Linked DNA regions of Mus musculus: region 2 is linked to region 1. The links are chromatin contacts, called in public HiCAR-type maps. All regions are on one chromosome and are shown on one strand. The core of a region is the stretch at or near the end of the contact, and the rest is flanking DNA. Distances in the headings are between cores, read along the strand shown.

The links. HiCAR-type assays count read pairs that join an accessible place to other places.
Region 2: a contact with region 1 is called in a HiCAR-type map of fibro-adipogenic progenitors, with 3 times the contacts expected there. The contact joins two enhancer-like sites.

What each region holds. Positions count from the first base shown.
Region 1 is chr10:56,483,383-56,490,372 of GRCm38.p6, reverse strand. No RefSeq gene overlaps it. Among named protein-coding and RNA genes, the nearest start is that of Gm36595, 55 kb to the right of the region's middle. Within about 2 kb of position 3,567, at least 136 of the 459 cell types and tissues checked have an H3K27ac peak or open chromatin away from gene starts, as enhancers often do. A contact at or near this core is called in fibro-adipogenic progenitors, where this site is marked.
Region 2 is chr10:57,228,845-57,235,834 of GRCm38.p6, reverse strand. No RefSeq gene overlaps it. Among named protein-coding and RNA genes, the nearest start is that of Gm24285, 58 kb to the right of the region's middle. Within about 2 kb of position 4,049, at least 17 of the 459 cell types and tissues checked have an H3K27ac peak or open chromatin away from gene starts, as enhancers often do. A contact at or near this core is called in fibro-adipogenic progenitors, where this site is marked.

The sequences.
Region 1 (6,990 bases), core at 2,318-4,817:
TGGACTATAACTCCACCTTGAGAGGGCCTCATGTCTCTGACCTCTGCAGGCACTCTTGAGCCTATGAACAGACACACACCCACACACGCAGGCACACACCCACACATACATACATATAATTGAAATAAAATGAATTGGTTTTATTTTTAAATTTTTTAATTTTTATATGGGCTTTTGAAGTAAAAACATTCTAGTGGCTATCTTGGAAATATCTAGGAAAATAGAATGCTCTATTTTAGCCAGGAATTGTTGGGGTTTTTGTGTATGTAAGGAGTCTGGTTGGAAAACACACCTAAGAGAGCATACATGGATTGAACTTCACCATAAATCTTTTGACTGAGGAGTTTGGGTTCACTGAAAAGCCACACTCCCATCTGTAATTTCTCCCCAGTAGTCTTAGCTCATCGATATATTAAATCATTCCTTTGATACTGATCTTTCATGGACATTTCATTCTTTCTATATGAAGTTATTAAATTTTAAAAAAGGTACCAAAAATAAAATTAACTAAATGCAAAAGCTGACCCCATCTTTAGCAAGTAAAAACTTACAGAAGGCTTTCTTTTCAAACCAGGGCCTTGAAGGAAACTGCAAGCATTCTGAGATAGCCTTGAAGTAAGAATAAATAGCTTCCAAGGCCCGGTGAGCACACTGCTTATGCTGTTTTCCTTAAGTTCTACAAATCTGTGCCAGTGTCTATACAAATATGGAGATAGGAGCAAAGCAAGCTGCAGTGTTTATGAAACAATTCATAATGTGTGTGATAAGGCAGGTCAGGTCAGCAGACACTGTGCATGACCAGTGTCTACACTTGCATCTGGTTCAGGGTCAGCAAGCATGAATACTGTGTCAAATTCATCCTCATGTTCATATCCTTGTTAACTACCAAATCCACACCCTTGAACACCAATATATATGTAGTTAGAAGTCATAAGGAAAGAGGGAAGATTTAAAAAAAAACATATTTGAAGATGTTGAATAGTTACTGCATATTGAAAACAGTATGTTAGGGTTTCGTTTGGCATTGATTTTGTTTTGTTGTTTGTTTCTTTTGAGATAAGGTCTCATGTAGCTCAGGCTAGCTGGCACTGTCTATTCACAGTGACTCTGAACTCCTGATCCTCTTGCTTCTACCGCCCAAATACTGAGATTACAGATGTAGGCTGACATGCACAGATTTTTGTTTTGTTTTATTTGGGGCATGGGGGTTGGGTCTCTCTGTAGCCCACGGCATCCAGCAACTCAGGCATCCTCCAAACTCCACCTCCTCAGTGCTGTGATTACAGGTCTGAGTTGACATGCTAAACAGAAGAGGTATAAATGTGTTTCTGTCTTGCTTTCTAGTTTCCAGCATTGTTCATATGCACACAGGATCCTATGATAGGTATTTATCACAAAGATAAGTCAGAAATGACATAGACAGTTGATAAAATTATATGCCACCAAATCTACTTACTGTCTTTTAAATGTTCTTCTAGCCCACACAGAATATAGTTTTCATTTCTTTACAACTATTGAAAGTAAGCCAGGTGGTGGCGGTACACGCCTTTAATCCCAGCACTTGGGAGGCAGTGGCAGGCCGATTTCTGAGTTCAAGGCCAGCCTGGTCTACAAAGTGAGTTCCAGGACAGCCAGGGCTATACATAGAAACCCTGTCTCGAAAAACCAAAAAAAAAAAAAAAACCAAGTATTGAAAGTAAAGTCAGCAGCCTACATACAAAATACCTGTTACTTGAATAACACTTTCATTTAAAAAAAAAAAATGTTTGATTCTCCTCTGCCTCAAAGTGAACAGCTAATCACATTTTGTTGTAAACAAAATGGTGAGATAGCTTAGATGGTAAAAGTACTTGCTGAGTAAGACTGGGTACATGAATTCAATAATTAGGATCTATGTAAAGGAGGAAGGATAAAACCAATGTGTAGCGGTTAGAATAAAAGTGGCCCATCTCCATATTTGAATTCATGGTACCCAGTTAGTGGAACTGTTTAGAAAGGGTTAGAAGATGAGCCCTTGCTGGAAGTGTGTTATTTAAGGGCAGATTTGGGGGATTCAGAAAACTCATGCCATTCCTACCTTCAGCCCCCTCTTTCTCTTTTTGCCTTGCACTTGTGGGTAGAGGTATGAGCTCTCAGACATTGCTCTGGCACAATGCCTGCCTTCCTGCCATCATGGTCTCAACCATGAGGTCCATGGACACTAACCCTCTGGAGCCATGAACCTCAAATTAAATTCTAGGCCTGAGCAAAAATGTACCTTATTTTTGAGACAGGGTCTCATGTTTCCCAGGGTAACCTCAAACTCATTACACAGTCAAGAATGTCTTGAACTGCAGATTCTGCCTCTGCCTGTTGAGTGCCAGGATTACAAACATGTCCCACTGTGCCTAGTTTGTGTGGTGCTGCTGATCAAACCGTAGGCCTTATGTGTACTAGACAAGCCTTCTACCAATGGAGCAATATCTTTAGTCCCCCCCACCCCGCCACCCCAAATATCCCCATTTTGAAAGGGAAAGAAGTCTTGGGATTTTATGGAATGGAGTATACAAGATCCATATGTATGGAGAGATGGCTCAGTGGTTAGGAGTTCTTACTGCTCTTGCAGAGGACCTGGGTTGAATTTCCAGTATCCACACAGCAGCTCAATGCTGTCTTTAACTCCACTTTCAGAAGATCTGATATCCTCGCCTAGCTTCCATGAGCAAGTGTGGCAAATATGAGGTACACATGCATATATGCAGTCAAACACACACAAAATAAAAGTCAGTTGTTTGAAAAGAACCGTCCCTGTTCCAAACCTGGCGAATTTCTTCTTCCCTCAGCCCATTGCTTTCCTTTGTTTGTTTGATTGTATTTTAAGAGAGTCTCATACTGTGGCTTAGTCTATTTGTGAACGCACCGTTAAGTCCAGGCTAGCCTCTAACTCAAAGCCTCCTCTGGATTTCAGGTGCTAGGGTTACAGGCATAGGCTACCTACCACACCCAAGAGTTCCTCTGCTAGGTATAGGGCCAAAGTGCTCTGTATATATTCTCTAGAGATCGGCTTGAAGCTCTAACTCCTGCATTGCTGTTAATAACAGTTAAAAGAGGGAATGCAAATGTCTGTTGAATACCTCCTCTATCTTCCAGGGCTCCATCTATTTCTCCTAGGACAGGATCACTGTCAGTTTCTGGATGTTTTCATGTGTGTGAGGGTTGCTTTTGTTATGTTAGCCTGAGGTAGTATTTCCTGTTTGTCTTTATTTGGAAGTTAAGCATCATTAAAAGATGTGAAAGGATGCTAGCCTGACAGAAGGTTAGACAGGAATAATAATGGTAATAATAATAGCTATTGTTATTATTATTATTTGTGTTATATCAGTTTGCCTAAGTAAGAGCTTCGGTTGTTGACCTCCCCACTTCTGTGTCATTCAGAGCTAATGTGAGCCATGAAAATAGTTTTCAAAAGGTTTAGAACACAGAAAAGAAGGTGCAAACATTCCTCAGGAAGTTGGTGCAGGAATGAGGCAGCCCCTCTAGCACTGCCTATCTGCTGACTCACAGTCGGTTGCCGGCAGAGTCAGAGTCGGGTGGGGCTGCAGCTGGGACCTCTTGGTGCTGTGAGTAGTGGAGCTCATGATTCACTTTCTCTGACTTCTGAGCCAAGTGCGGTTTGTTTTTTTTCCTTACCTCCTAGACATACAAGACACTAGTTTCTCTTGCGCAGTGTCCCCAGCCTAAGCGTTAGAGGCCTGGAGGCAGACAGACAGAAGTTCTGTTCCTTCATTGTGGTTTCCAGTCAAGCTTCAAAGACTCTGGGTTTTCCTTGAACCTCCCACTTCATACTCACCCAGCCCTCCTCACTGCCTCCCTTAAAAAATTCAGACTCCAGCACCAGGCAGAAAATCCAGTTCCCACTGTGTTGCTCTTTTGGGGTTGGTTAGTGGGTGCTAGGAATGGAACCTAGGTCCTTGATCTTTTGGGCAACGACTCTAGGGCTGAGCTGGATTACCAGCCAGGCCAGTGGTTGTTTTTGTTGTTTTGAAACAGTCAGTGTATATTCCAGGTTAATGTCAAATTTGCAACCTTCCTGACTTCACCTCCTGATTCCAGGTAAACTAGTTATTTTATAAACTCAAATCCCCACAATAAATCTTTTCTTTTGTATGTCTATGTTTTCCACAAATTCTGTGACTCTCATACTCCAGAATGAGGAAAGTCTGATTGCCAGCACTCCAGCTTTCCGAAATACGTACAGAGAGCCCTTTTAAAGGCTTCAACAAAGGTGGGCCAGGCTTCTTGGCTGGTTGGGTTGGGTAGGGGGTGTGGGAAAATGGAGGCAGGGGCATCAGGATATCTCATTAGTTTCGGCCGGTCTACACCCTGTCACAAAGGGTGCTGTAGCGTGGGCAGACACTGCGTAGCACAACTTTAATCCCAGCAAGCAGGCTGATTTCTGCTACTTAGAGGCCACCTTGCTCCACTTATCAAGTCCAAGGCCAGCCAGGGTTACATGATGAGACTCTGTTTCAAAAAACAAAAAGAAATAGAAAGAAATCAGGGGCAAACAAGACAAGGTCCTGGCCTTCAAATGTCTGACAAATTAATGAAAGTCTCACTGTTCTCAAGGATTCTTGACTTAAATTATATCATCTTGCCAATTGTCAATATGTTCTTGTAGTAATTTGAATATACAGCTCTTAGCTGAAGAAGTGTTGTTTGGACAGCAGGTAACCCCCCTACACACACACACATACACACACACACACACACACACACACACACACACACACACATACACACACACACATACACACACACACACACACACACACACACCCCTTTATACCTAACTCAGCAACCAGTATGTATCTTAAAACCTTCTAAAATATAAACATCACCTGAGGTTAACTTGTCATTATATGTTTTGTTCTTTAAAGATGTTTCAGAAAAACAACATCAACTCGTTTTAGGAAATGAGTCATTAGATTTCCAAGAACTGACAGGTACCATACAGGATATACCTCTGAGCCTGTATCAGAAAGGGAAAACTTGAGAGGTGTCAACGACGCAGCTGAAAATTCAACTGTAAGCTAAGTTTGGGCAAGGCAGATGGCTTGGCGTGACCAGGACAATGGTTCCACAGCATGGCAAGTGCTTCCCCATAGAAACAGATCCCAACATCTGGAGTGTTGGCAGAGATTGCCATGTGTGTTTGGACAACACTCACCAGACATACATGCCATGATGGTTATATCACTCCCCCAAACCCACATCAATGTTCATCTGTCTTGTATGATAGTTTCGCACCCTGTCTGGGTAATTGTCATTTTTAACACCTACGAGAAAAATCCCAGGCCTTCTCTGTACAATTCATATACCCCTGCCTAACTTGAATTTAATTAACGCTTGGAATTCATCCACTTCAATACAGTTTCGGTCTTTGCCAGCAAATTAAAACCGATCAACATACCTATTCAAAATTTCCACCCAGACAGAGAAGAAGTTTATAGGCTACAGATTACTAGGAATTACCATAAAAGTGACAAGCATCACACAGTTTTGTTCTTCAGTATAGAAACAAAATCAATATTTACCCCCTACACTTTTATTTTTCTTCTCTCTATATATATGTTCCTCGCGGGAAGTTGTATATTTTGATTTCTGGCCATAATCATCAGTTCTCTCCTCTCGAGGCTTATTTAAGTAGCTGCAAGATATCTGTTGATATTGTTTCTACTTGTGCTCAGTCCACAGTCACGAACACTGACGCTTCTGATGATTTCTTCCAGTGGATTCTAGATACCAAGACTCCGGCGTGTCTAGCAACTGATAGTGACACGAGACCAGCGCATGATTTGGTGAGGTATCAGGCAAGCTAGCAGACAAATAGAGGAGGGGCTGAAGGAGGAGGAAGAGGAGGAACAGGGGAGGGGGCTGCATCCAGAGTCACATTGTGACTTGGGTGCATGAAAGAGAAAGCAAAGTATTAAGTCTTCGATTTCTAAGTACTCAAAGGCTCTAGGCTCCTGCTTTTTCTGCACTGTGGATTTCAGTACACATTGCAGACGGTGTAATACTAACGTATCTAAACCTCTTGTCTCTTTTTGTAAACTTAAAAACGCTTCTTGTAAGCTTCAGGGAATCAGCTTGAATCCACTTCTCACAGGACAAAGGACTCCAGATAAGTACTGTCAACCAACCACCCTTCCCCATTTGCCAATTCGTCCTATTGCAGAGGGTGGGAACTCTCTCTCTCTCTCCTCTGCTCTTTGGGCTCAGCTAATTGTCAGGCCTTTGGGTCCGAAAGTTTCAAATGAACACCCAAGATAAAAATGTTCCCCTAAACTCCTTCATTTTACCTTCTCTCCCTAGTCTATTTGTCCCAGAAGATTTCAAACAAACTAGAGAATACCCTAGCAATTTGCCAGCTCCAGATGTTCCCTCAAATTCTGCATCCTGAATAACTTAAAAGTGGCCTGCACTTCCCTAGCCCCAGCATCAAAAACTGCTCCAGCTGCTGCCTGTAGGTCCCTAGACCCAGAGGGTCCTGCAGAGCCAGGTCAGTGAACGAACAGCCTGTTTTGACAGGCCTTGGCCAGCATTCTAACTTCCCCCAACAAAGATACTCCAAAGTCAGCAGTAAGTAGTCACAGAGAAGATTGCATTGCCCCACATTACTTATTATCCATAAAAAAGGTTGGGATGTTAGGCCCTAAACCTATAACAAATGGTTGAGGTGCCTATTTGACATATTAAAGTGGCCACTGGCCACCAGGATCTCCCTGAATCCCTGAGTCCCTACCAGTTACAGGGTTCTGCTAGCTGGCATATCCCACCCCCTACCCTGAATTCTCTGGTTACTCTTTCCTATATAATCTACCCATTTTGGTTACCAGCCTCTTTGTGCCTTTGGGCCTCTTGGCTGCTGAGCCTGACCCCACTCTGTCCCCTCTCCTTCTCCTCTTCCCTTCCTCACTCATGTCCACTCTGGGCTCTCCCAGATGCCTC
Region 2 (6,990 bases), core at 2,800-5,299, 740 kb before region 1:
TGCTTAGCCAGTGTGCCTTTGTCATCTGTGTTAAGCTGCATGAAGATAATATTAGTGCATTTCTTCCTGTAGAACAGTTGTCATAGCTTGTCCTTCCTCCTGATGTAGCAAAGGTCGCCAGTCTTACAATCTTAGAAGGCAGGATGACCGCAAGTTTGATGGCATGGGCAATCATCACCAGTGAAACTTTTTGTTCTCCACTGAGGTAGTCATAGTGCTAACCCCTACTTGAAGGATAGGTTGTTTTTCAGTAGGGTTGTCCCTTTCACCATTATGTTTTTTTTTTCTTGGCACATGCTGCTACATCCATTCCAGTAGTGACAAGAGCAACAGGCCCCGAAAACCTAGGCACTGTCCTGAGGCAAAAAGTTCATGGAAATTTAGCCTCCTGGAATCATGGCATCCTGTATAAAGAATGCTCCAATGTTCTTGCTTTAGTTGGTAAACAGATCTGTGTACTTTCCCTTAATATTGCTTTATTACAAGTGCTCCTAAGGATTGATTTTTTTTTGACATATAGCTGTTAGATTCTAGGCAGTCCTTGATCCGACCTTGGGCATGGATAGCTAAGTCACTGCCCTACAAAGGAATTTACCATTATCTAGGAATAAGGAAGTTTGTGATCTAAGAAGGAACCAGAGTAGATACTTAGCACTATAGATAGCCGAGTTACACCCATACTGAAGTATTTACAATGGCCTAGGGGGCATATACAATAGACTAGAATAGGAACTATGGCTAGGGCACTACGACCCTGGCTTCTAAGATTAAGTGGACATTAGGTAGAGCTGTTTTTGATCCCAGTTGTTAACATTGAATTTTATCCCAGTTGGTTCCTTCTGTGTTTGCATTCCTCTGTTTTGTGTAAGAATCCAGTAACCTCTTTGTACCTTGCCAGTGTGTCACCCAACTTCCCTATTTTCTCCTGTATAAAAAGTTTGATGCTCGATTTGACAAATTACATTCAGATTCTACACCATCTCGTGTGTCATTTCTGTTTGTCATTCGCCGACTCCTTGTCCACCTGCAACCAGAGACCCGTTCCACGAAGATAGGAGATCCAAAAAGGGGATAGTCTGCGGCAACATGCTAACAACCTCAACGTCTCATGCTCTGTCTCTGGGCTGTATTTGTAGGCATGCTGGGTAGCTGTTTGATTGTTTAGAGTCTTGTGAACTGGTCAAGAGGTACTTTCCACGAGGTACACAGGATCTGCCCCTTGAGCCAGATGCAGCCGGGTGGCTTGACAAAGAACCTAGGTCCCCTTTGAGCTAGAAAGCCTATCCAATACCAGAGTTCTTAGCTCTTTTCTTAAATGGAAGACCAAACACTTTTTGGCTTTTTTTTTTTTTTCTTAATTCCTTAACAGGTACTGAGACCACATTTTTCTTTGGCTTTCTTATCTTTTGAAATCTTGCTTAGTTGGAGGGAAAAGGAAGAAGTGGCAAAATTTTCACTTCTCATAAAATTCCTTTAAATTCTTTAGATAACTGTTAGATTACTTAATTTCAGTGAAATTTGCTTACTATTCTCTATTGAATTTGTAATATATACTTACTCTATCAATATACATTTCTCTCTTGTTTAAATGGAATCTAACATCAATACACTAAAAGAAAATCAAAATATACCATTTTGAAACAATAGTTTTTATTCTTCATTTACAAATGTTTACTTAATTTCCCTCCTTGTTAAGAAATTCTGAGTGTTCTATATGAGACAAATGATACACTTGACACTATGAATTCTTGTATATCAGTCTACAAAGCATGTAAGTGAAACATATATAAATAACTCATTTGTACATCAAAAACTTTGAACATGGTAACTGTTTTGCCTGAGCCCTGGAAGAGGTTAAGTAAAGGAATAACATTAAAAAGTAAAATACTAGATTTTATGATATCAGATTGTCTTAGAGTTTCATTGCTGTGAAGAGACACCACGACCAAGGCATAATCTTATAAAGGACATCATTTAATAGGGGCTGACTTACAAGCTCAGAGGTACAGTTCACTACTGTCAAGACTGGAGCATGACAGCATCTAGGTATGGCACTAGAAGAGGTGAAAGTTCTACATCTTATTCAGAAGGCAAACAGGAGAAAACTGACTCCTCCGGCAGCTAGGAGGAAGGTCTCAAAGTCTACTCCCCAGTGACACACTTAAACAAGGCCATGCCTCCTAGTAGTGCTACTCCCTGGGCCAAGCATATTCAAACCACCATACAGAACAATTGCTGGAGATTATCAGATAAAACAAAGGCTACTATTTAAAGCTGACATATTTCCTAATAATGGGAATAATTAATATAAGAATATATTTTATTTACAATGCTATTGTTGAGTGCTATATTTATATGTGAAAACCACAGGCCTCCTTATAAAAATTACATCTATATAATAATATTTCATTTAGAAAAATTAGATTATATAATTAAACATCACTTAGAGGCTCTAACTGTGATTTTATTAATTATCTTTTAATTAGTACCAAATGGCACTATTTAATGAAAAGTCATTTTTTTATTAAAACTGAGTCAATTGAAGTAATTAACTTACTTACTAATTTAAACATTACTATATCTGTTCGGGAAATCTTATCTTAATACTTTTTGCTAATGGTGACTACAAATCATTACAATTAGAATTTTGGGGTAATATGGTTTATATGTTATTATTTCCATTTAGGTTTATAAGAAAGCATTTTCAGAGATAGGCACCATTATACCCATCTTATAAGAGAAATTAATTTTCTTAGGAGAATTACTTTATCAGTAAGAGCAAGAGCCAGGGCTTACATTCAGAACTTTCCCACTCTGCCATCTGTGCCATTAATGATCACTCAGGGAGACAATTCTGAGAAGGCAACATGTTAAGTTTAAACTCAACTGGACCAAAGATTGTTACAGCTAGTGAGAGAATGAACATACTAAGAGAGAGAAGAAAAGTACAAAGATCCTCAGGTGGAAGGTTGCCTGGCAATCTCAGGCACACCAAGGAGACCAGAGTGGTGTCTGTCTGTCTGTCTGTCTGTCTGTCTGTCTGTCTGTCTGTGTCTGTGTGTGTGTGCGCACGTGTGTGTGTGTAATCCAAGCACTCGTGTTGTGCACTGTTTAATGTGTGTGTTAATAATCAAACTTAGGACCTCTTCAAGAACAATACACATTATTAACCACTGAGCCATCTCTAGTTTCATAAAAATCATTTTTACATTGATGGAACAACCTTGAACTAGGGTTTTTTTTTTAGTTTTTCTTTTTATATTCTTTATTAAAAATTGAAGTTTTTAAATTTACATTTCAAATGTTATCCCCCTTTCCTGGTTATCCCTCTGTAAACCCCCTATCCCATCCCTGCTTACCCTGCTTCTATAAGGGTGTTCCCCCACCCACCTACCCACTCCTGCCTCACCACTCTAGCATTCCTCTACGCTGGGACACCTTCAAGAGGATGCCCCCATTCCCACCCCCACCCTAGTGGGAGATAATGCTTAGGTGTTGGAGTAAACAGGTAAGATTAGAGTTTTAGTGGAGACACTGGACTTGCTGGGAGCATTGGATGAAGAGAGGAGCAGAGTTTCTGTTTTAACCCAAGATCAGACATAGTAGGTAGAAAAGATGTGTGTGTGTGTGCGTTAATGTGTGTAGGTGTGATAACTGAGTGTTTGTGGATGTTCTATCTGATCTTCTCCCTCAAGAAAGTGAAATGTTTATGCATGGCTGGAAGGAACTATAAATATTTAAACTAAGTGAGAAACTACAGATATTTTGTCTTGTTCAATTAATGCCTAGAATATGGCATAATATGAGGCAATGACCTTTTAGGGGTTGTAGTAAGTTGACATCATGGTTAATTAGCTTCATTGTCATAGTGAAAGTAATGTTGATCTACAAGGAAGACATTTTTCTCATTTTATTTCTCAGAAATAAGGACATATTTGATCACAGTCAACCTCATGTTTGAAAATAAGATATTCTATGTCATGTACTATTATTTATGTGTGAGTCAAAGCATCGTAGGCTAAACTTGTATGGTTGCTCTTTGACAGCATAAGGGACTTCCTCAGTGACATGGCTGAGGGAGAAAACATGAAACATACTTGTGCTTTCAAATAACACATTTCAAGTATCTGGTAACATTTATTTTGAATTATTTTAGTATCTCCCATTGCCTTAGGGAATACTTGAAAAATACATTGACAAAGAAAGAAAGGAAGAAATAAAGAGAGAAGGAAGGAAAGAAAGCTTTCTTATCTTTCTCTCCATTGTGCCAAAAGGCAATGACTTTTGTTCTTCTCAGTCAGCAGGTACCTAAAGAAGTGCAGGGTGAGATTTATTCAAGAGAAACAGGCTCAAATGCCTCCAAAATGGAGATGGTTTAGAATGTTGTACATTTATGCTACATTTAGAATGTTCTGTGAACTTAAAAGGATGTTTGGAGTTAGGTTTAAAAACAGTGGGATTTAGTGTAATAGATTTGGCAAAGAACCCCGAGCAGCTCATACAGCTGACACATTGATGCGGACCCAGCTGACTAATACAGACCATGTGTTTGCTCTGGCAGAGGATTCGGAAAAATAATTTAGGGAAAGGATTCTGTTATTCAATGGATTTCACTTTTGTTGCTTTTTTTGTGGGATTGTTAAAATTTTTCTAATCAGGCTTGCAAAGGTAGATCTCAAAAAGATCTTCCAAGTGACTGAGACCAGTTTTGAACTTTTCATAAGGAAAAAGAAAGGAACATGGGAGAGTTTTTTATACTTCCTAGAAATATATTTATGACTAGTCATGCCCAAAGTGATAGCAAATCTATACATTTTTCCTGTTTAAAAACAATATAATATTCCCCTTAACAATTATAATCCAATTATGAAACAGAATTTTCTATCTAAACTTCAATCTCAAAAACAGAACCAGCATTTCAGTAATGTTTTAAGTGTGCCACCTTAGACCTCTGTGTTTGTATGTTTAGTCATACATTTGCTTATTCAGATGTAAGACCAAAGCTTGCATCTTGTCTGTAAGTAAATTGTTTGAATATTATCACACAGTTTCAAAAGGTGTCATTGGCCTATTAAAGTCTCAGAATTATAAGTGATTACTAAATTTTGACACATCAGTGACAAGATGGAGTCAGTTCTGGAAAGAGCTCTGATTCCATTTTATGGGCTTGAAAATTGCTTCAAAGGCTACTCTGAGCACTATGACATGGAGACCTAAACGGACTTTAGGAGCAAGGCACACTATTTTCTTCCCTGGATTATTTTGACTTTGTATTTAAAACAGTTTTATTATATTCTCTCTCTCTCTCTCTCTCTCTCTCTCTCTCTCTCTCTCTCTCTCTCTCTCTCTCTCTGTGTGTGTGTGTGTGTGTTTGTATGTGTGCCTGTGTAGAGGTCAAAGAACAACCTCTAGAATTTGGGTCTTACCTTCTGCCTTGCTGTGGTAGGGTCTCTTGTTTCTGCCACTGTATTCTTCAGGCTGACTGGCTCATAACTCTACAACCAGTTCCCCTATCTTTATCCTTCCCCCATCTCTCTGTATGAGTACTGGAATTATAGGCATATGCCACTGTATCATATTTCTTATATAAGACTTGGTGATCAAGTTCAGGTTGTCAGGCTTCTGTGTCTAGCATTTTACACTTTCAACCATCTCCCAGCTCTTGGGTAACTTGGCTGAATCCTGTTGCTAAGTCATGACATTCAGTAGACTCTTCTTCAGAGTAATATGGCAAATTCTTTAAGCTATAGGCACTTCGGTACAACATTTAGCAAAGCATTGTACAGCAGGGGCTTTTAGCATTCCTGTGACTAAGCTGCATTTGAGAAGACTACAGATGAAGTTCAAGCCCGCTGCTTGGGATGTTGTTTGGTTTGGGGGCAAAGCTGTGTCTTAGCTTATGCTTATGAACCCCAGAATTATGTACTCCAAATTAGGACATATTTTAGCCCTTGTTTCAATCCCCACATGGTTTGGGGAAAAACAGCAGGGTTTGGGGAAAAACCAACTTTGCTAAGAAACCAATTCTCCTTGCATCCTAATTTTAAAGGGACAGCATGTGTCTTTCATTCAGGAATCTGAAATTAATTATTTTTTAAAGTGAGATTTTGCCAGATGTTGAGGCACTAATATGTTGTAGAAACTTTTAATCCTAATACTGGGTTTGTACTAGCCTCTGATCATTTAGTTCCTGGATAAAAGACACACGCAACCTTTATATTTACAATAAGCCTTAATCAGCCCTAGAGTTAGGGAGATATCTCCCTTTTATGCTATTAGAATCTACTTTTCCATTGATAACCCTGAGTTATTACTTACTATGTTTCATCTGGGCTGCTCTTAACTCCAGTTGGCCAGTCTCAGGGCCATGCTTTCTTGACTCCTAACCCATTGTATCTTTTTCTTCTTCCTCCTCTTCTTCACCCTTCATTGTGGTCTTTTTCAAGTCCCTGGCCAGGAACACCAAGCTCCGACTATCTCAAGTCTGCCAAGTTATAGGCTGTAGGTATCTTTATTTACCAATCAGAAATAACTTTGGGGGCCAGGTCACATAGTGTCACTTGGGTCTATCTACAGTCTCTGGGACAATCAAGTCATGGGGGCCCAAAGTTAGCATTATAATACAGAGCAACAGACCAAACATCAACATTTAAAGCTATAGGCAGTTCAACACAACATTCAGCAAAATATCTGAGGTCCTCATATAAGAAAAGATTGTATACTAGCAACCCCCCTCTCTTCTGCGTGAGTGTGTTTTTTGAGACAAGATCTCATGCAACTGAGACTGGTCTCATACTCCATACTTAGGTGAGGCTTAGTTTGACCACCTAACCCTCTTGCCTCTGCCTCCAGACTGGCATTATAGATCATAGGTATGACCCCATAACTTGATAATCACAAAAATTATTTAAAGATGACTCCACCTCTATCTTTTGAGGCACTGTAAGACAGAGTTGCATCTCTTTAAGGATGGGTATGCTTGGAGCTGGA